Linked DNA regions of Rattus norvegicus: region 2 is linked to region 1. Evidence: chromatin contacts called from public Hi-C data. All regions are on one chromosome and are shown on one strand. The core of a region is the stretch at or near the end of the contact, and the rest is flanking DNA. Distances in the headings are between cores, read along the strand shown.

Region 1 (6,963 bases), core at 3,165-5,664:
GGAGTCAGACCCATTAGAAGAAAAGTTTGGCTTTGAGAGCACTGATTTTTTTTTCCTCTGGGGACTTTCTGGGGCCAAGAACTCAGGCCAGAAGGCCACCCAGGACAGGGTGAAGCTGGCGTGGGTCGCTGGTCAGTCTCCACTGGCCACAAAGGAAAATGGAGTGGAACAAAGAAGATAGGGCCCTGCTCCTTGGCTCTTGTCTGCCAGGGACCTCCCGGGAATGGAATGTAGGGTGTCTGCTGCCACAGGCATCTGTTAGTCTAGTCAGCTGGAAGCAAAACAAAAACAAACAAACACCCCAAAACAAAACATCAAGAATTGGACAATACCAGGACAAGAGGATTGACCTCATGTCCAAGCACACCCAATCAGAGATCAGCTCACACTGGAGCATGCCCAGTCAGGGCTCCAGTCACACCAGAGCGAGCCTGCTTAGGACTCAGTTCACACCGAGGCATGCCTAGTTAAGACTCGGGTTACTCTGGAGTGTGCCCAGCTAAGTCCCAACTCGCACTCCAGCGAGCCTGCGTAGGGATTCGGATGACTGGGGTTAGGGAGGGTTTGCACCTAATCTCATCAGGTTAAGACCAGGGAGGCTAGGGATAGACCAGTCTCTGTGGGGTAGAAAACAGACCACCAGGAATCTTACGTTAGGCCGTGTTAGCTCAGGTTGTGCTCCCAGCAGCATCTGCTGAAGGCATCACACCTGAAACCCCGGGCACGCCATGTTTAAGGAGGGGGTCTGGGGAAGTTATGACGCTGAAGTCAGATCACCGGTGTGAAGTCGAGTTTCTAGGAAGAGCACCAGCCTCCACTGGGCGTCTGCTGATTAACTGGTAAGACTCTCCGTGCGTGTGACTAGGTTGGATGTTGCAGGCCCAGAGCCTAATTTAGGTGGGGCTTTTTTATTTTTTTTACTGTAGGATACCTTAAATAATCAAGAAACATTTGCATTTAAGGTATGAAATGTCATGACTGTTATTATTAGAGATCAATTGTCTTCTCTCCTAATTGGTCTGACACCTCATTTTTTATCACTGTTACAAATATTTGGTCCATGGTATCTATGTATGTATTTTGAGTTCTTTATTTGCATGTGTGCCAGATGACAGAGCAGGGTGTCGGATCCCATTGCAGACGGTTGTGAGCCACCATGTGGGTGCTGGGAATTGAACACGGGACCCCTGGAAGAGCAGCCAGTGCTTTTAACCACTGAGCCATCTCTCCAGCCCCAGGAAAAGATAATCTTGTTAAAAAGAAAATCTAAAGGAATGTTACATTGTTAAATCTCTTCTGTAATGTGACTTTTCATTTACCAAGAAAAATCTGGCATGGTGCCAGTATAATAGCATTCACAGGTGAGAATTATAATTTAGATATTGAAGATCAATTTCCCCCTTTTATTAAAAATAGATTCTTGGCCAGGCGTGATGCATGCCTTTAATACCAGCACTTGGGAGGCAGAGGCAGACAGATCTCTGTGAGTTCTGTCTACAGAGCGAGTTCCAGGACAGCAAGAGCTATACGGAGAAAACTTGCTTCAAAATAAAACAAAACAGATACGATTCTTTTCTTAATATATCCTAATCTCACTTTCCGATCCCTCTGCTCCTCCCAGTTCCCACCTCCCCTCCCCCCAGATCCATTCCCTTTCTGTCTCTCGTTAGGAAAGAATGGGTTTCTAAGAGGTAACAACCAAGCACTACAAAATAAGACATAATAAACAGAAGCTGTCACATCGAAGTTGGACAAACCACAGAAGGAAATGAGCCTGAAGAGAAAACTCATTCATATGTTCAGGAGCACCCATTAAAATACTAAACTATATAAAAAAATAGTATAATTTTATATAAAATACTAAAATATATACCCAGAGGATTTCCTTAAGAATTAGATTTATCCATGTCACAGCAGGTTAGAGCTAGAAGTCTGGCCAGAAAGAAAAGCAAATTATAAGATAGCAATCTAGATATTCCACGTACAAATAAAACAGTTCATAGAGTATAATTAGCTATAAGTACAGGAGAAACAGAGAGTCAACCTAGGAAGGTTTGTTTGTTCAAAGGGCCCAATTTCCTCATCTACACCTTCACTCTAAAGATCATGTTCTGGATTACTTTCAGTATGTCACTATTAGATGCCACATTTTGTCAAATACCCATGATTAAAAAAAAAAAAAAAGCACCAGCTCTTAATCGTGATTGGCTAGTCGGTTTTAATGATACGATCCAGGAGTTTCTTCCTTAACCACTTTACCAGTTTTTCCTCTCTCCTGAAGCCTGGTCTCCTGACTGCTCAAGCCTTTGCCACATCAGTTCCTAGGAAGTCTTCCCTGTAGACACGGAACTTTCATAATACTTAATAAATGACATGTGATACTTGGCTTATAGAGAGAACCAGAAACCAAAGTCCCTGCATGGACCAGTGCCTTGCCCTGAACCTTCTCCAGGCTGTACCTGATACGAATATCAATGATTGTGGATGGGTGGGAATATTGCAGGTCTGAAGCCTGATTAAAATTCCTCGTGGACTCTCTTGAGCCACCTTCACAGCCGTGCCTTGCCAGCCTCGCAATCTGTGACTAACTGGAGCAACTTTTTGGAATGTATTAACAAAACCCTAGTTTCCCCCAACCAAAGGGCTATGGATGCCATCAGACAGCGTCTAAGGCCCAGAGCTGAGATTCTCTGCCTTTTTTATAGCCCATCTATATAAGTTTTCCACCGGTGTATTTGAAAAGGGCCTGTTTCTGACTTTCTTTGCCCTGCTAATGTAAAAACTTGAAGGGGCTGAATATGCTTCCGTGATAAGAGCACATGACTCTATCAGAGTTCAGTTCCCAGTGCTCAAATCGGATGCTTCACAACTGCCTGTAATGCCAAGTCCGGGGGTTCCAACGCCCTCTTCTGGACCACGCCAGCATCTGCACTCACATGAGCGCATACCTGTAAATTGAGATTGATAAATTGTTAGTTATTAATATGACACAGCCAGCTCCCGCCAGTAACAGAGGGACTATCTCACAAGCTCCTGCACAATCTTTGGGGGGTTACCCCTAATCCATATTCCCATTTGCTAGATTTAAGTCCCCAGCTGTGCTCCCCAAATACTTGCCGTCTAATTCTTCCCCGGCCGTATCTGATCCTTATCAGTTTGGAAGGACCCCATAGCTTCACTTTTCCTGTTGGAACAAATGTAAAATCTCCTTCCCGATGTAGCATATCTCCCTTTTCTGTTCTGGAGTTAGGATTTTTTTTAACTGCTGGTCTGATTCAACAATCCGCAACAAACATTTACTGTCCGAATCATGCCCTGGTTACTTCTGATCCAGAAGTCTGTCATTTGGGCACGACGTGTTCCTGCTCCGTCACTTCTAATGGAGATCTCCTGCTCTGTTTCCCCCCTCCTTCCCTCTCTCTCTTCTTGTGGTCCCCACCTGCAGCCCCCAGCCCAGTGTCCGAAGAGTCTCCTCTTCTGTTCTCCCCAGTGATTGGCCATAGCCACCTTTATTTAGCTGGTAGTTTTAAATCGGGGAGCAAGACTTACATAGCATCACTGGTGTACATGAGGATTTACTCATTGGAGACAACCAGATCTTGGGGACCAGTATTTAGTATTTGAAAAACATAGCAGCACCAGACCAATCCCCCAACACATATACACACACAGATACACACACACTCATAATTTAAAGAAAAAAACTTGTCCGGTTGTTACTATGTTGGAACATTGAGTTTTGGGTCATTCGAATGTGCTCTGAGGCAGTGGTCACTTGTATCTAGCTATAGAACAAATGTCTATCCCCTATGAGGGGAGTGTCGTGTGCTCTGTTGACACCAGGGGGCGCCCCAGTCCACTGTGTCTGCTGTCACAGAGGCGATGAAGAAACAGATTGGGGGCAGCCCATGAAGATGACATGTGTAGATCCTGGGAGAGGTCCCTGCCCTTCCTTGATCTCTAGCCTTCAACTGGGAGACATCTTTCCAGTCGAGGCCGTTGAGGCTGAGGGTCCCATATGGGCAGATTTCGCTGTCCTTGTAAATCACCAAAATGTCTCCCACCAAGCCCTACTCTCAGTGGTAAGTTCTGACCCACCGGCCTGAATATCACACTGCCCCAGGGCCATTCATTCATTCATTTTCCTGACTTTGCTTCCTGCCCTCCTCATGCCCGAAGAAACGGAAAGATTCCCAAATGGGACAAAACACTGGCTTCAGGAACACACATGCGTGAGACACGGCCTTCTAGAAACCCATGGCTGTTAAAGAATCCAGACGCACAGGAAAGCGACAGAGAGCAAACCACTCCAAAAAAACCCTTGAGCCAGCGGGGACCTCTGGGACAGCCCTCAATAACCATTCAGCTCTAACTTGTGATGTCACAGCAGCACCATAGCAACGGTGCTGGACCACTTTGCTGGCGGAGAGGTAGGGAGAGGCTGGCAGAGATGCCCTTGGTCTGAGGCTGTGCTGGTGACTCCCTCCTCCCCTCTGGGTCAGGATGGAGAAGGATCCCGTCACTCACAGGAAGCACCGGCCTGGGCCTGGAGCCCTGCCCTCAGGAATAACCCCTGTATACCTCAAGGTGGCCAGTGAAGGGGCAGAACTCCAGAGGAGCAGGAGTGTGGGTGGCTTGCACCAGAAGGGGGACCCACCGATCTGCATCAGGAAACTACTACGCAAGGAGCTAGGTAGGGGGTGGCTCCCTCCCAGAGGGCTGGGAGGGCAGGCAGAGCCGGCCCAGCCTCAAGAAAATAGGGTGTGCAAGACACATTCCTGCTAGGAGAAGGTAGCTGGTTTCTAACTTCAGAACTGCACCAGGCCGTGGAAACCCTGCCTTTCTCTCGGCTGCTCTTTGCTTAGTACATTAAGTAAGAAAGATGAGGGTTGGAAGAGTCTCCTACTAGTTAGCATCTTCTGAAACACAGGCACATATTACATGTGCATGCGTACTTAGGGAGCGCTGGGGAGTTTCCGGTCCTTTTACCTTCTGTATATGGGTATTTTGCCTGCACACATGTATGTGCCCCATGTATGTGCAGTGCTATGGAGACCAGGAGAGGGCATTGGATCCCCTGGGATTGGAATTAGACTTGAGTCCTGTGTGAGTTTTGGGAACCAAACCCGGGACTCTGGAAGTACATTTAACACCATTTCTCTTGCCCTCCCAGTCCACTTTTAAATCTTCTGGAAATATTTAAATCACCAGCAGGCCTCCCATCAGCTTCCTTCCTCCACCAATTGACCCTCTGGACTCTCATCTGAGGCTGGGATGGAACTGAAACCTGCCTTTTTTTTTTTCTTCCCTGGGATATGTGAGAACTGCCAAGGTCTGAATTGTGCAACGCTGAGTAACATCCCCTGGCCCCAGCTAAAAGACGTCAGCCTTCTGCCCCTCACTGTTGGACAGGTAGCTGCCATCCACAGATGTCCACAACTGAGTTCAGCAGTGCAGGCAACAGAGACAAGCACAGGGTCTCCTGAGAAAGGGACACAGGGCACAGACCAAGGTCAGGTGTGCTGAGCACAGGAAGGGACAGGCTTACTTCTGGAAAGGAGACAGGTGGCTAAGCACCAGCGTCTCTATGAGGGGCGTCATGGGGGATTGGGGTGAAGCTTGAAATGGGTGGAAAGACATGGAAAGACAACCTGTGAGGAAGTTTATCCTGCACTGCCTTCAACTAGCCTGCAATTAAACCCCCGGGAAAGGGCTAGCCTGCTCTGTAAGGGAACTCTGCAGAACAAGGTAACCTCCAACTCAGGCTCTAGGCTTGCTTTCTAGAAGAACTCCTTTTTAGCATTTTTTGGATTCCTGTCTGAGTCACAAAGCCACTGTGGGGGAACAGGTAATGCCAGCTGAGGTCTGGCCCAGACGGCAACCCTGGGGAAGAATCCAGAATAAAGCCTCAAAGGAGCCATCTGTGCACAACTCTTCCCTTTGGACCCTGCTGAACTGTGAGGTCCCCAGAGGTTGAGGGGAGGACGTTTCATGCAGAAGGAATATGCCACGTGGGGACACCTCACAGAGCAGCTAGCTCCCCCCAGGACCACCTGGCAGTTCCCTGCAGTTATTGCCCTGAAGCTAGGGTATTCGTGTCAACTTGTTAGGGTCCCCTCAGCCTTGAGCACATTCAAGGTACCTCCTGCCTCACGGGATAGAGAATAATTAAAATCACCCCAATGATGGGCCTCAGAGCTGTGAGGCATCAGCAGTCAGGATGTCCCTGAACAAGTCTTCCCACTTCTTGGGAGGGTCCCTTCTTGTCTCCTCCTCTGCCAGGTCAATAATTCATGCTGAGATAAGGACATTTGCCAGCCTGTGGATGTGTCCCAGGAGGCATGGATGCCCAGCATGGGTCACAAACATCTAATAAGAGAGCAAAGAGGTGGTGCTTTTACAGCAATGCATGAGGTAGGCTTAAGGCTTAAGCCCAGGCATGGAAAGTGCTGGGACAGGCGAGATGGAGGTATGTTTGGAGCATGACCAAAGAGGCCGACAAAGATGAGAAAGGGAAGTCTCTTAGCCACGGCTATTGACCTCAGGCTGGCCTTGAGCCTTCCGGGAGAAGACTGCCAAGCAGGACAGTGAGCCTGAGGGGCAGCAGACCGTGGGAGGGCCTAGATGCAGGAGCCATCATGTCTTCCTTACATGCTCATGTACTAACCGACCACCCTCGCTCCTCAGACTCCGAGGACCAAAGTAAAGACCCAAGAAATGACACAGATGATGGCACCTGGTGAGTGGAAGAGGCTTTCCTCTGAAATGTGATGATTGGGGTGTGGGGAGTGGGTCAGGGTCAGGACTTGGGGGGACCCAAAGGAAACTGAATCCTTGTAATGAAGGGGTGGTTGGTTGGGTTGAGGATCCTCTTTATCCAAGAGACTTTGTCATAAAAACAGAGCCCACTGCACACAGCCCGTTCACTTGCTGGCTGGTCCTTGTCCGTCTCAACAAATATCT
Region 2 (6,963 bases), core at 2,057-4,556, 160 kb after region 1:
TGTTGTCTCTGTTTGACAGAACAGGAAACTAAAGAGTGGTAAGTCCCCCAGCCAAAGAACGAAGTTAGCTTGAGAACCCCAAGAATGCAGGAACAACCCCAGAGCACCCCGAGGTTTGGCTAGCCCAGGCACCATCAGAGTGGGCACCCTCCTACCATAGACAAGCTGGTCTCTAGCCAGACGTCCAGCTCTTGAGCCATACAGGATTGGGCATGGATGGAATCGTTCATTTTAATGTCTTGGCCCTCTCAACCCACAGGCCCCACCACAGCTATCTGCAACACCACATGCCCTCTGTCGCTGTCCCCGACAATCATGGAGACGCATGAGCGTGAAGAATGACAGGCCCCACCAGTCATGAACCCTAGTTGAAAGTAGTCCCAGGTCTGGACACCTTTACCTTACGTCACCTCCATTCATGATGGTCATCACCAGACAGAGGTCGGTCTTGGTCTCGAATGCATAGGCCAGAGACACGATGAACCTGCTGTGTACTTTAGCTAGAATCCTCTTCTCAACGATGGCGCCCTGGAAGCAGAATGATCTTTAGTCCTCAGCAATGCACTGTGGAGCGCAGCCTGCACGCTGGGCACAGCGCAGGACGGGCTTGCGATCAGTCTGAAAATGTGGCAAACAGTCACTCAGGGATGTAGCCTTGGCGTTGACTGGGACATCTCTGTCACTGCCCTGTCCTCTCCCCTCCCCTGCACCACCAGAGCCCCTCCGTCCAGTCCTCGCTTACGTCCAGCCAGCTCCCAACGCGGCCCGATCTTCCAGGAGAACCCGCTCTATTATCTTTATTCTAAACATCAGAAAGTGTGGAAGAGGCAAGAGCCGCAGGTCATACACCACCCCCACCCCACCCCCGATCCCGGGCAATGAAGTCTGGAAGTGTCGTACTGGGTTGCATGTTCCAGGAGGGTGGCCCAGAACTTGAATTGCAGTTCCAGAAAGCTGCAGTTATGTGTGTGTTTGTCGTTTTGAGACATGGCCTCACTATGTAGCCCTGGCTGTCCTGGAACTCTCTGTGTGGGCTACTGAACTCACACAAGCCCAGCCACTGCCTCTGCCTCATGAGTGGTGGGACTAAAGGTGTGTGCTGTCCTACACAAGCATAAGGTTGTGTCTCTTTCCATTGAGATACTTTATTTTTATTTATTTATTTTATGTATATGAGTACACTGTAGCTGTCTTCAGACACCAGAAGAGGGCATCGGATCCCATTACAGATGGTTGTGAGCCACCATGTGGTTGCTGGGAATTGAACTCAGGACCTCTGGAAGAGCAGTCAGTGCTCTTAACCGCTGAGCCCTCTCTCCAGCCCCTAACTGAGATACTTTAAATAAAAGTGGAACAGTTAAAGCGTTTTCCAATTTATGAATAGTTTCAAACTCGAGACAGAAATCAATCGCCGAGGCCCTTCAGAAGTCACACCTTCAGCTGTGCAGTGGTGGTGCACGGCCATTAATCCTAGCCCTCGGGAGGCAGAGCCCGGTGGAGCTCTATGAGTTTGAGGCCAGTCTGGTCTATAGACTGACTTAGAGGAAAGCCAGGGCCACACAGAGAGATCCTGTCTCTAAAAATGGGGCAAAAAAAGAAGGAAGGAAGGAAGGAAGGAAGGAAGGAAGGAAGGAAGGAAGGAAGGAAGGAAGGAAGGAAGGGAGACAGAGAGACAGAGACAGAGACAGAGAAACAGAGACAGACAGAGACAGAGAGACAAAGAGACAGAGAGAGAGAGAGAGAGAGAGAGAGGAACTACATCTTCCACATACCATGACCTTTTTTCACCTTGCATTCTATGTATATCCTAAACATAGTTTTTCCTCCCTCTACTCTTCCCAGTCTCTCCCCGCTTCCCTCTCTCCCGTACAGCTATGTCCATGTGTCCATTCCTAGGAGTTCCACAGCATTATCCGTACTGTACAGCAGGGCTGCAGAGGGCTGTGCTCCCTGGACAATAAGCTGCTTTTGCTGATCCTGCCTTAACTAGACACTGACGCCAACCAAGGAGGAAATGGCTGCCTGCCCATGTCCTCCACTCATTCTTGTCCCCTGGAAACCTGTGTTCGGGGAAAAGTGGTCCCACACCACAGCATCCCAGATGGGTTCTGCCTATCTGTGAGCAGTACCTGCCGAGAGAGGGCTGCCTCACTCCCTCCTGCATATGGTCACAACAGCAGCTACACAGAAAGGTTTCTAGGTAGTCGGATACACGCTCTGTTGCAGCTCCCCCTCTGAACTGCTCCTGAGCGCGGTACAGAGGGACTACCATCCTGCCGTTGGCTGGCTGAGCCAGGGGAGTCCAAAAGGCAGCGTGCACAGTAGCTAGGGCCCGAGTAGAGCTCCACAGGAGTCTTGGCGGGTGGTCTACATTCTACCGGCCCTCTAGCCTAAGCGCATCCTACTGCTCGCTGGGATCCCTACCTGGTACCCCTTCCTCTTCTTCAGCCGCTTCTTGTTCAGCTTCTTGCAAGCGTACATCTTGCCGGTCGCCTTCATTTGGCAGGCGGACACTTCCCCAAAGCCCCCCTTCCCCAGGACCCTGAAGTCCAAGAACCAGTCTTCACCTATGGGCTGGGCTTCCAACCACTTCCACTGAAGAAACCGCAGGAAATATAGGCTTCCCAGGTACTCCTGGAAGGGGCCCTGACTCAAGTGCTCCAGTGTGGCCTGCAGCAGAGGCTGGAAGAGCCCATCCTGGCTCCCAGTTGGCCCTTCCTTCACTCTTGCCACCATGCCCTGGTCCAGGAAGTTGCAGAAGAGTGTGCCCTGTGGGTCCAGGTACTCAGCCAGGATGGCCTGAGCCTTCTGTGGCCGTAGGTCGTCATCGGCAGTGTCATAGTCCTCGATGTCCTTCCAGAGCTCCAGAGCCGGCACATGCCTCTCGTCTGTCTTCAGGAACTGCTGGAAGAGCCTCTTGCCAATGGGCTGCTCCGAGCACAGGTTGTCAAACTCTAGGCTGATGCTGTCACGGAGACCCTCACACTTGGACAGTGGGGGCAACCGGAGCTTGGCCAGATACTTCTTGTCTCGGGAAGAGGGGGTGCTGCTTCCGTCAAAGCTGCCTCGGGCCGCAATGAAGGCAGAGTTGGCCACCACGGTCTCCAAGGACCCGAAATCCATCCTGCTGATGCCCTGTGTCCACTTCAAGTGTTAAGACCCATAAGCTGAAGTCAAGCTCAAGGCACCAGCAGCCAAAGCAGGCTTGACCTGGTGCCCTTGGCCTATGGCCTGTTCCTGCCCTTGTGGGACAAAGGGAGGCACACGGCCGTGGCCAGGGTGCTTGGGATCCCACCGAATGGCCAGGGAGACCAGAGCTGACAAGTATCTAGCTAAATCCCAATGCTGGGGTCACTGAGGACACCTTAGGGGTGACCAGCAGGTGCCAGAAAAAGACAATCCCCTAAGCCGCTCCAAATCGGATTAGAGTTCAGCTCAATTGACTCCCCCTGGGTGCTGCCTCCGTGTTCCCAAGGGAAGGGCATGCCGAAGGCTCCTGGAAGCCAGTGGGGAACAGTTCTATCCTTCTCTGGCCTTGGCAGGTGGACAGGACTTGTCTGTGTCTTTCTGGGACGTGAGTCTGAGGCAGAGGGTAGTCAGTCAGTCCCAGGAGAAACCTCCATTTGTATGTGGCTCCGGGTTGTTTTCTACACTATTATTTTAAGATTTATTTTGTCTAGGAGTACACGGTCACTGTCCTCAGACACATCAGAAGGGGGCATCGGATCCCATTACAGATGGTTGTGAGCCACCATGTGGTTGCTGGGATTTGAACTCAGGACCTCTGGAAGAGCAGTCAGTGCTCTTAACCGCTGAGCCGAACTCTCCAGCCTCCACCCCCACCCCGTTTAAGTTTTATCCTTAAGAAAGTAGCATGCAAGAAACCTCCAGATAACAGGAATCCAGAGGGAAGCCTGCAGTGCCCAGTTTCCCTGCCTGTAGGTGAGACCACAGGCACTTGTTGGGGAAAACAAGTGTCCTTCTTGCAGAACCGCCAAAGGCAGTTAGAAAGCATGGATGATCCAACAGGAGACCCGCATGCCGTCACGTCCAGCCCCCTGTCAGGCCAGAAGACACGTGAGACATGAGCCCAGAATGCATCTAGGATTCAGGGATTGGGGGCATAATACTGGAGACAAACTTGGAACAGCAGGGGCTCACTGGGGCATACTCGGAACCCAGCATAGACACTGGTCACATCCAGGACACACCTGGGAATGTCAGAATCTACAGGCATGTCACCACCTCCTGGGGACCATGTCTGTCACATCTATAGGTACTCCTGACAGTCTGGGGAGCTGCCACAGGAGCGAGTGCTTACAGGGAGGAGAAAGGGACAGCTGAGAATAAAAGGAAACCTGGAAAACCTGAGTCAGGAGGTTAAAGGAGTGTTCAGCCCAACCTCCTTCCCTGAAGGGCTGGGGGTGCTTCAGGTGGGGACAGGGTCTCCTGTTGTGACTGAGGAATTAAAAAGAGAACCTGCTGGTGAATGACAACCTCCACTCCTGCCACACGCCCACCTCCTAGCAAGGGCTTGTGACAGGAAGATTGATGAGTAAATATTTGAGGTAAACACTACCTCGTTCTCCTCAGGTGACCTGTGCTAGTCCCAACCCTGCCACTTAAGTAGCTGGTGACCTTGAACAGACTGGAGCCGACTCTCACACCAATCAGGACCAAAGGAGACATGGTTCTTTGCCATTGGGTACCTTGCCAGGAGAGCCACCAGAGCACTGAAATCCATATTCCACCTGCCTCTGAGGGCCTGGTGGAGCTCGGGCCTCCATCTCTGACAGGTTCCCAGGTGACTTACATGGAAACTGTGAGTCAGGACCATGAGAGGGTTAGGGCTGAAGAATTCCAGGCTGCCTTCATACAAGGAAGTCCCTTGTGCAAGGGGCTAAGGAAAATTTGCCACCAAAGTAGGATGAGTTTGGTTCCCGGGCCAGACTATTCAGATGGGGGAGGGTGTACTCTCTGAGTGTGCTCAAGTTAATCTCTTGAGTGCATACAGTTGTAGGGGTGGCAGAGGAGGAGAAAGGAAGGGGGGAAAGTAGGGAGAAGGATCCCTCAACTGTAATAGCTCCCCAAATTTCAGCACTGCCTCTCAGCAGTGGACTCATGGCACAGAACCCTTAAGCTGCCCTCTGTAGGCAAAGACTTTCCCACGCCCTCAGTGGCCAGGGACCCTTGGGCCTGCTCTCTGTGGTTGAACTGTACCACTGAAAGGGTACTACTCTATGAGCATGGGTTCTTTCGGGGACTACTTTTGGGAGAGTTTTTGCCTCTCGGAGAATTCTCGGAGAAGGCAGGTGCCCACAGTTCTTTCCTTCTTGAGGCTGATGACCAGTCACCCAGGTTTAAATTGTGTGTGTGTGTGTGTGTGTAAATTTCTACTTCTCCAGGATAAATGTCCAAGAATGTGATTCCGGGCAGCTCTGTGTTTGCTCTAAGAAACTGACACACTGATTTCTAGTTTGTCCTCCATTCTCAGCAGCCCTTGGAACCAGACACCCACATCCTCGCGAGCGCCGGAAGCCCATTTGGCTGTTCTGCCCTGGCCATGTTTTTCATTAACACATATTAATTGTACAAGACGACGAACTCCACAGTGACACTCTCATACATGTGTAATGTTCTCTGAGCACATTTCCTCCCTAGTACTCTCTGGCCTCCCTCCTCTTCCTACAGATTCCTCCCAGAGTTCCCTCTTCTACTTCCTCACCCCTGGGAATGTTTTTTACCCCCACTTTTTATCTACTTTCTGTATATGTTAGAAAGCCGGTGGCACTTGTCTTTCTGATTCTGCTTATTTCATTTAACACGGTGATCTCTGGTTCCATCAGTTTTCCTGAACATGAAATTCTTTGTTCTTTACGATTTTAATTTCCTTTCCCCAAGAGGGAACCACACAGAGCCTTTTCCTATAGGCCAGCGTGCCAGCAGCACCTCCATGTTGAGGTATCTGGTATCTTTCTACCATATTGTAAGTGGGTGACTGCCTGGTTTTCGTTATTGAACCTGAAGAATCCTTCACCTGTTGGTCACATGCCTGGCCCTTTGTCAGATGGTGCTTTTCAAATGTCTTCTCTATATGACAGCATGTCTTTTCATTTTTACCTACTTCCCTGGGGCTGGAGAGATGGCTCAGCGGTTAAGAGCACTGACTGCTCTTCCAGAGGTCCTGAGTTCAAATCCCAGCAACCACATGGTGGCTCACAACCATCTGTAATGAGCTCTGATACCTTCTTCTGGTGTGTCTGAAGACAGCTATAGTGTACTTATACATAAAATAAATAAATAAATATTTACCTACTTCCCTGACTGAAGTTTTTGTTGCTGTTGTTGGAGGTGGTGGTGGGGTTTTTTGTTGTGTTGTGTTGTGTTATGTTGTGTTGTGGGTTACTTTCTTGGTGTTTCCTCCCACGGCTTTCCCTAAAAGCTGTACTCCCACTGTAGCACTCAGGCTCATGATCCACCTTGTTCTGGAAAGGGTATGAGACTTCGCTGAGGCACCTTTTCAAATGAAGGTCCAACTGTGCGCTGGCTGGTTCTGTGTGTCAACTTGACACAAGCTGGAGTGATCACAGAGAAAGGAGCCTCCTCCCTTGAGCAAATGCCTCCATGAGACCCAGCTGGAAGGCATTTTCTCAATTAGTGATCAAGGGGGAGGACCCAGTCCATTGTGGGTGGTGCTGTCCCTGGGCTGGTGGTCCTGAGTTCTATAAGAAAGCAAGCTGAGCAAGCCAGGGGAAGCAAGCCAGTAAGTAACATCCCTCCATGGCCTCTGCATCAGCTCCTGCTTCCTGACCTGCTTGAGTTCCAGTCCTGACTTCCTTTGGTGATGAACAGCAGTGTGGAAGTGTAAGCTGAATAAACCCTTTCCTTCCCAGCTTGCTTCTTGGTCATGATGTTTGTGCAGGAATAGAAGGCCTGACTAAGACAAACTGCTTCAGCACCATT

Evidence for each region. A called contact is a pair of places that touch in the nucleus more often than the background predicts.
Region 2: a Hi-C map of the A7r5 cell line shows a contact between it and region 1, with 3 times the contacts expected there. The contact joins the promoter of Grk1 here to the promoter of C16h13orf46 in region 1. A contact is called at or near these places in 4 of 12 Hi-C or Micro-C datasets (the A7r5 cell line, the Rat2 cell line, Schwann cells and 1 more).

Annotation. Positions count from the first base shown.
Region 1 is chr16:82,673,227-82,680,189 of GRCr8, forward strand. It overlaps C16h13orf46 (similar to human chromosome 13 open reading frame 46), which reads left to right and starts at 4,415. Exons shown (of 9, transcript NM_001037182.1): 1 at 4,415-4,693; 2 at 6,688-6,739. The coding sequence starts at 4,504.
Region 2 is chr16:82,834,665-82,841,627 of GRCr8, forward strand. It overlaps Grk1 (G protein-coupled receptor kinase 1), which reads right to left and starts at 3,307. Exons shown (of 7, transcript NM_031096.1): 1 at 2,425-3,307; 2 at 401-528. The coding sequence starts at 3,123.